Linked DNA regions of Anser cygnoides: region 1 is linked to region 2. The links are chromatin contacts, called in public Hi-C maps. All regions are on one chromosome and are shown on one strand. Each heading gives the region's core, a stretch centred on a gene start, on an enhancer-like site or on the middle of the called end of the contact. The rest is flanking DNA. Distances are from core to core; before and after follow the strand shown.

What was found. Hi-C and Micro-C count contacts between places; a contact is called where the count stands out from the background.
Region 1: a Hi-C map of liver shows a contact between it and region 2, with 1.6 times the contacts expected there. The contact joins the promoter of HSPA14 here to the enhancer-like site in region 2. A contact is called at or near these places in 2 of 7 Hi-C or Micro-C datasets (granulosa cells and liver).

What each region holds. Positions count from the first base shown.
Region 1 is chr1:7,916,845-7,919,544 of Taihu_goose_T2T_genome, forward strand. It overlaps HSPA14 (heat shock protein family A (Hsp70) member 14), which reads left to right and starts at 1,406. Exons shown (of 14, transcript XR_010825842.1): 1 at 1,406-1,719.
Region 2 is chr1:7,431,363-7,434,200 of Taihu_goose_T2T_genome, forward strand. FRMD4A (FERM domain containing 4A) reads right to left here. Exons shown (of 23, transcript XM_048062551.2): 4 at 903-995. Among named protein-coding and RNA genes, the nearest start is that of PRPF18, 110 kb to the left of the region's middle. Within about 2 kb of position 1,524, at least 2 of the 3 cell types and tissues checked have open chromatin away from gene starts, as enhancers often do. A contact at or near this core is called in liver, where this site is marked.

The sequences.
Region 1 (2,700 bases), core at 156-2,655, 490 kb after region 2:
GGTTATCACAAGGGGAATAGTCCTGTGACTTAAGAAACCCAGGATCAGTCTGGGGACACAAAATCCCTTTGGAAGTTTTGATAACTCCTTTAACCTCTATGTGATCATATTCATTCTCTTGACCCGTCAGCATACCATACATAAACCAAGGATAAGGCCAGTGTTTACTTCTGAGCAATACAGTGAGGCGGTACCACATGGCATTTAGAGAGAAATAAAATCCAAATCACCGAATCACAGAATTGTAGGGGTTGGAAGGGACCTCCAGAGATCATCGGGGCCAACCCCCCTGCCAAAGCAGGTTCCCCAGAGCAGGCTGCCCAGGTAGGCGTCCAGACGGGCCTTGAATGTCTCCAGAGAAGGAGACTCCACAACCTCCCTGGGCAGCCTGTCCCAGGGCTCCGTCACCCTCACCGTGAAGAAGTTCTTTCGCATGTTGGGGCGGAACTGCCTGGGCTCCATTTTGTGGCCATTGCCCCTTGTCCTGTCCCCAGAGACCACTGAAAAGAGGTTGGCCAAATCCCTCTGTCTCCAACACCTCAGGTATTTGTAAACATTGATGAGATCCCCTCTCAGTCTCTTCTCCAGGCTGAACAGACCCAGGTCTCTCAGCCTTTCCTCACAGGGGAGATGTTCCAGGCCCCGCATCATCTTTGTGGCCCTCCGCTGGACTCTTTCCAGGAGATCCCTGTCTTTTTTTTTGTGCTGGGGAGCCCAGAGCTGGACACAGTACTGGATAATCACCCCAACTGCCCACACAGGCCCCACACACACCAGGTTGGGGAAGATGCAGGCACTCGGTCCGCACCCAGCACCCCGCACCGGGCACAGGGGCTGCGATCCTATAACCCCTTACACCCTTTTCTCCCTACCCCACCTCGTTCATCCTGCTGCCCCTTCCCCTGCACATCCCTCCCAGCCCACCAGAGCCTGAGCAGCTTTTGGCGTGGTGGCAGGAGTTGGGCTCTGCCTGACCGGTGTTCAAGTCCCCCAGACCGTGAGCTGAGTTAAAAAGCACACTGACTAGAAATCATTTTGTTGGCTTTTATTGTATTTTATATTATTTCTTCAGTGATAACGCAGATGGGCTTCTCCAGCGGCGGTGCAACATCCCCACGTGGCATGATTTACGCTCGGATGTTGGTCACGGCTGGTTAGGTCACGCAGAGGCAGCACTTCAGCTCCGCCGCCTCCTTAATGATATTTGGCTAAAAATATATATATATTTATACTGCCTGCATGTGCTTCATTGCCTGCAATTAAACATTGAGAGAAGCCAACGGCATAAAATACACAAACCCGCCGCCCACCCCCGCCCTGTACACGCAGGAAATAGCTTCCTGCGCCTTTCTTTGCATTAATCTTTATTTTGGGCGTTAAATAAACTCAAGCTCAGCCCTGACGAACTCCCCTCAGCCGCCGCCCGCCCGCCCCTCAGGGACGAAGTCTGCCGCGTTGCTATGCCTGATGACGCACGCACACCCCGATTTTTCTCATTGGTCACTCCGAAGCCGCGAGGGCGCGTGGGAGAGGAGGCGGGGAAGCCGTGAGCCGTGTATGAGAGGCGGGCGCCGATTGGTGCTCGCGGAGAGAGGCGGGGCGCGATTGGCTGGCGGCGGGGCATTGTGGGGCGGCGGGCGCACGGGGAGCAGGGAGGGGCTGATGGCGGCCATCGGCGTGCATCTGGGAGCGTCCTCGGCGTGCGCGGCCGTGTACAAGGTGCGGGGGTGGGGGGGGTGGTAGTAGAAGGGGGTGGTGGTAGTAGGGGGTGGTGGTAGTAGGGGGTGGTGGTAGTAGGGGGTGGTGGTAGTAGGGGGTGGTGGTAGAAGGGGGTGGTGGTAGAAGGGGGTGGTGGTAGTAGGGGGTGGTGGTAGTAGGGGGTGGTGGTAGAAGGGGGTGGTGGTAGTAGGGGGTGGTGGTAGTAGGGGGTGGTGGTAGAAGGGGGTGGAGGAGAAGGGGGTGGTGGTAGTAGTAGAGGAGATGGAGGAAGTAATAGTGATAGTAGAAGGAGGAGGTGGTAGCAGAGAGGTGGAGGAGAGAAGTAGTAGTGGTAGTAGAGGAGGTGGTGGGAGTAGTAGTAGGGGAGGTGGAGAAGGTAATAGTGGTAGAAGGAGGAGGTGGTAGTAGAGCAGGTGGTGGGAGGAGGAGGTGGAGGAGGAGGTGGTGGGAGTAGTAGTAGAGGAGGTAGAGGAGGAAGTAGTGGTAGTAGTAGAGGAGGTAGAGGAGGAAGTAGTGGTGGTAGTAGAGGAGGTGGAGGAGGAGGTAGTGGTGGTAGTAGAGGAGCTGGTAGAGGTGGTAGTAGTAGCATAGGAGGAGGAAGTGGAGGAGCAGGAGATGGTGGGAGGAAGAGATAGTGGTAGTAGAGGGAGGAGATGGGAGTAGTAGTAGTGGAGGTGGTGGGAGGAGGAGTTAGTAATGGTAGTAGAAAGAAGAGGTGGTAGTGATAGGAGGAGGTGGAGGAGGTAGTAGTGGTAGTAGGAGGAGGTAGTAGTAGAGGTGGGAGGAGGAGGAAGCAGAGATGGAGGAGGAGGTGGGAGGAGGTAGTGATAGAAGGAGGAGATGGTGGTAGTAGTAGAGGAGGTGGTGGAGGAGGTAGTAGTGGTAGCAGAAGAAGGAGGTAGTAGTAGTAGTAGAGAAGGTGGAGGAGGAGGTGATGGTGGAGGAGGAGGAAGTGGAGATTGAGGTGGAGGAGGATGTAGT
Region 2 (2,838 bases), core at 274-2,773:
AACACGACACAGTAACACTGCACTGGCTAGCTCTAGACATGAACTGTGCATTAAAAGTAAGTCAACCGCCCCGACTTAATTTCGTACATATGCCATCCCAACCCCCAGCCTCTCTCTGGTTGTTTTAGAGCTGCAAGAGCAAATTTTTTTTCTCAGAAAGTATCTCCCTTGGAGGCAAAGATTCTGTGTACACAGGAGCACTGACTGCTTTCAAACATCTCCTAACAGTTGCTGCAAAATTCATAGGTGAAGAGAAAGTCTCCCAAACTGGTAAAATCTTCATTACAATCTTGCTAGTCTGGTCCAGCCCAGTCTATGAATATGTTACATGCACATGCAGAAGCCAACTGGTTGCCAGAAAATGCCACCATTTGATATTTGCAGATAATCCATCGCACCACGGCGTGGTTGAGCCCAGAAGGTAAATACAAGTTATACTGGGATTAATTTAGCCCCTGACACAACGCACAGTCCGGGTGCAATCTGGGGGAAATGGATGGATGGCCAGCAAGGAAGCATGTTAGAGTGCTCTCCATCCAGGTGGCTGGTTCAGGCTGCTTGTCCTGGCAGAAAGAGGTCTTCGTTCTGCAGCCCTGCCCAGCTTGGGCTTTCCAGGAGTCTCCAAACCCCATAAATAAAAATGTAGACCTGTGAAAGCCATAACATCTGATCTGTCCCTCATACCAGGTTTCCCTCTGTGCAGATAGGGGTGTCAGTGCGGATATTTCTAATTTATGCTTGTGTCAGAGGAGTTTTCAGGGATGAGGAGCTCACAAGCAACCTCCAGAAACGTGTTTGCTTGCCCACAGGGGCTTCTACAGTGTGAGAAATGGATAACCCTGCTTCTTGGCTCCTAGGGAATAGCTGTAATTCATGGGAAGGGTTTCTTGCCACACACTTACCTGACACAAAAGTACAAAACAACCGGTCCTGACTTTTTGGGGAAGTCATGTTCCAGCACCCTGCGGTCCAGCTGAAGCCAGTTCAAGTGTCCACTGGCAAGAGAAAAGAGAGAGAGTTGTGAGCCCGGCGCTTGCATCTCGCCGCAGCGAGGTCAGAGGTGGTACAAAAGATGAAGCGAAGTGCCTGCTGTTTGCCCTTGGCCACTGCGTGCTATTTGAGAAAGAGCACAGCAAATGTTTGAGGAGCGGGGGCGATATCAGCCTGGCAACATTTCAGCCTGGGAATCGAGCAGCTAAAGTTCAGTGTGTCAGGGGGCAAGCCGGCAGCCCCAGATGTTATGAGCTTCACCTTTTTTATTGCAACCCCCCGGAACAATTGTATCGTTGAAAGTCTGTCAAGATTTTCATTAGAAATCCTTATTGTTAAGAGTTTCCACAAGGCCTGCAATATTTCACCCAAGGCTAAGCCTGACTGTTTACAGCCTCAGACAGTTTATTTACCACCCACATGCTTGCAGTAGGTTTGCCCAGCCTTTTTTTTTCCTCCTTCAGAGAGCTCCTGAAAAACAGCTGCTCCGTGAAACGTTCCAGCCCCAATTACCACACGCTGCTCTTCTCGAATCTCGGTGGTACCTGTCGCTGTTATTTTCTCCTGCAATTTACCCATTTGTGCCCTGCAGCTGGAAGCTTTCTTGGGCAGCAGCTCTGTTCTTTGTCACGTTCCACGCATCGTAAAGGGCTGTGCACACGTGAGCGGCATTTTATAAATACCATTATTTGTCTTACGGGGCCACATCTCACTCCACAGCTGAGAAAAAGGCCCCGTTAAATTAGGGGCTGTGGAAATACATAGGGTGAAATTCAGGTTTCCCCTGAAGTCAGCAGGAATTTTGCTGCTGCACAAAGTGATGCAAGGGCTGCATCCCGTGATCATTTTGCTATTGATTTCAGGCAGACCGGATTTCACCCAGAGGGAGAGGCAGCCCGTGCCTTCAGCAGTCTGCTGTCTAGACAAGCAAGGGGAGAGAGAATTGGAGCGATTTTTTTTTTTTTTTTGGGGGTGGGAATCGTACAGCAAATAAAGCAGGAAATGGTTTTCAGATGTCCTGAGCTCTATTCCAGTGTCTATTCACCAGCTCATGCTAATCCTCAAGATTAATTCTTCATGCCACCAAAAAAGAAGAAGAAGAAAAAAGCTTGGTTTGAAAAAAAAAAAAAGTGTTAATTTAAGTTCTAGGGTTGCCACAAGCCTCAACAATGTACTCTGTCAGCAAACACACTTGGCTTTCACAAGTGCCTGCCCATTGCTCCTTAGCAGCGCATGTACTTGGGGCAACTGAGAAACTCCCTTGGCAATTAAGCAACAACAGCTCTTTAGCAATTTAACCAGATTTGTAGCTCCCTCTCCTTTCTAGAAAAATAAATAAAGGGGAAAGTAGCAATTTCAGGATGCTTTGAATCGCCTGGGTTCCATCTGAATTTCCAGACAGCTGCCCTGGCTTGCGGAAATGCAGACAAGGGTGGGCAGAGCGGGGATCTAGCAGCCCAGGCAGCTCTGGGCTGTCCTGGAGACCAGCTGGGACATCGCCTGTGCCTGCCTTGGCTCAGCATCGTGCTTTGCACCGTCTGAGATGTTCAAATAGGCTGGTGAACTCCACTTGTCACGCCAGCGAGTTCAGGATCAGACATTTAGTAGTGATAGGACAAGTGGTAACGGCTTTAAAGTAAAAAAGGGTAGGTTTAGATTAGATATTAGGAGGAAATTCTTCACTGTAAGGGCGGTGAGGCCCTGGCCCAGGCTGCCCAGAGGAGCTGTGGCTGCTCCATCCCTGGCAGTGCCCAAGGCCAGGCTGGATGGGGCTTTGGGCAGCCTGGGCTGGGGGGAGGTGTCCCTGCCCATGGCAGGGGGTGGCACTGGGGCGGCTTTGAGGTCCCT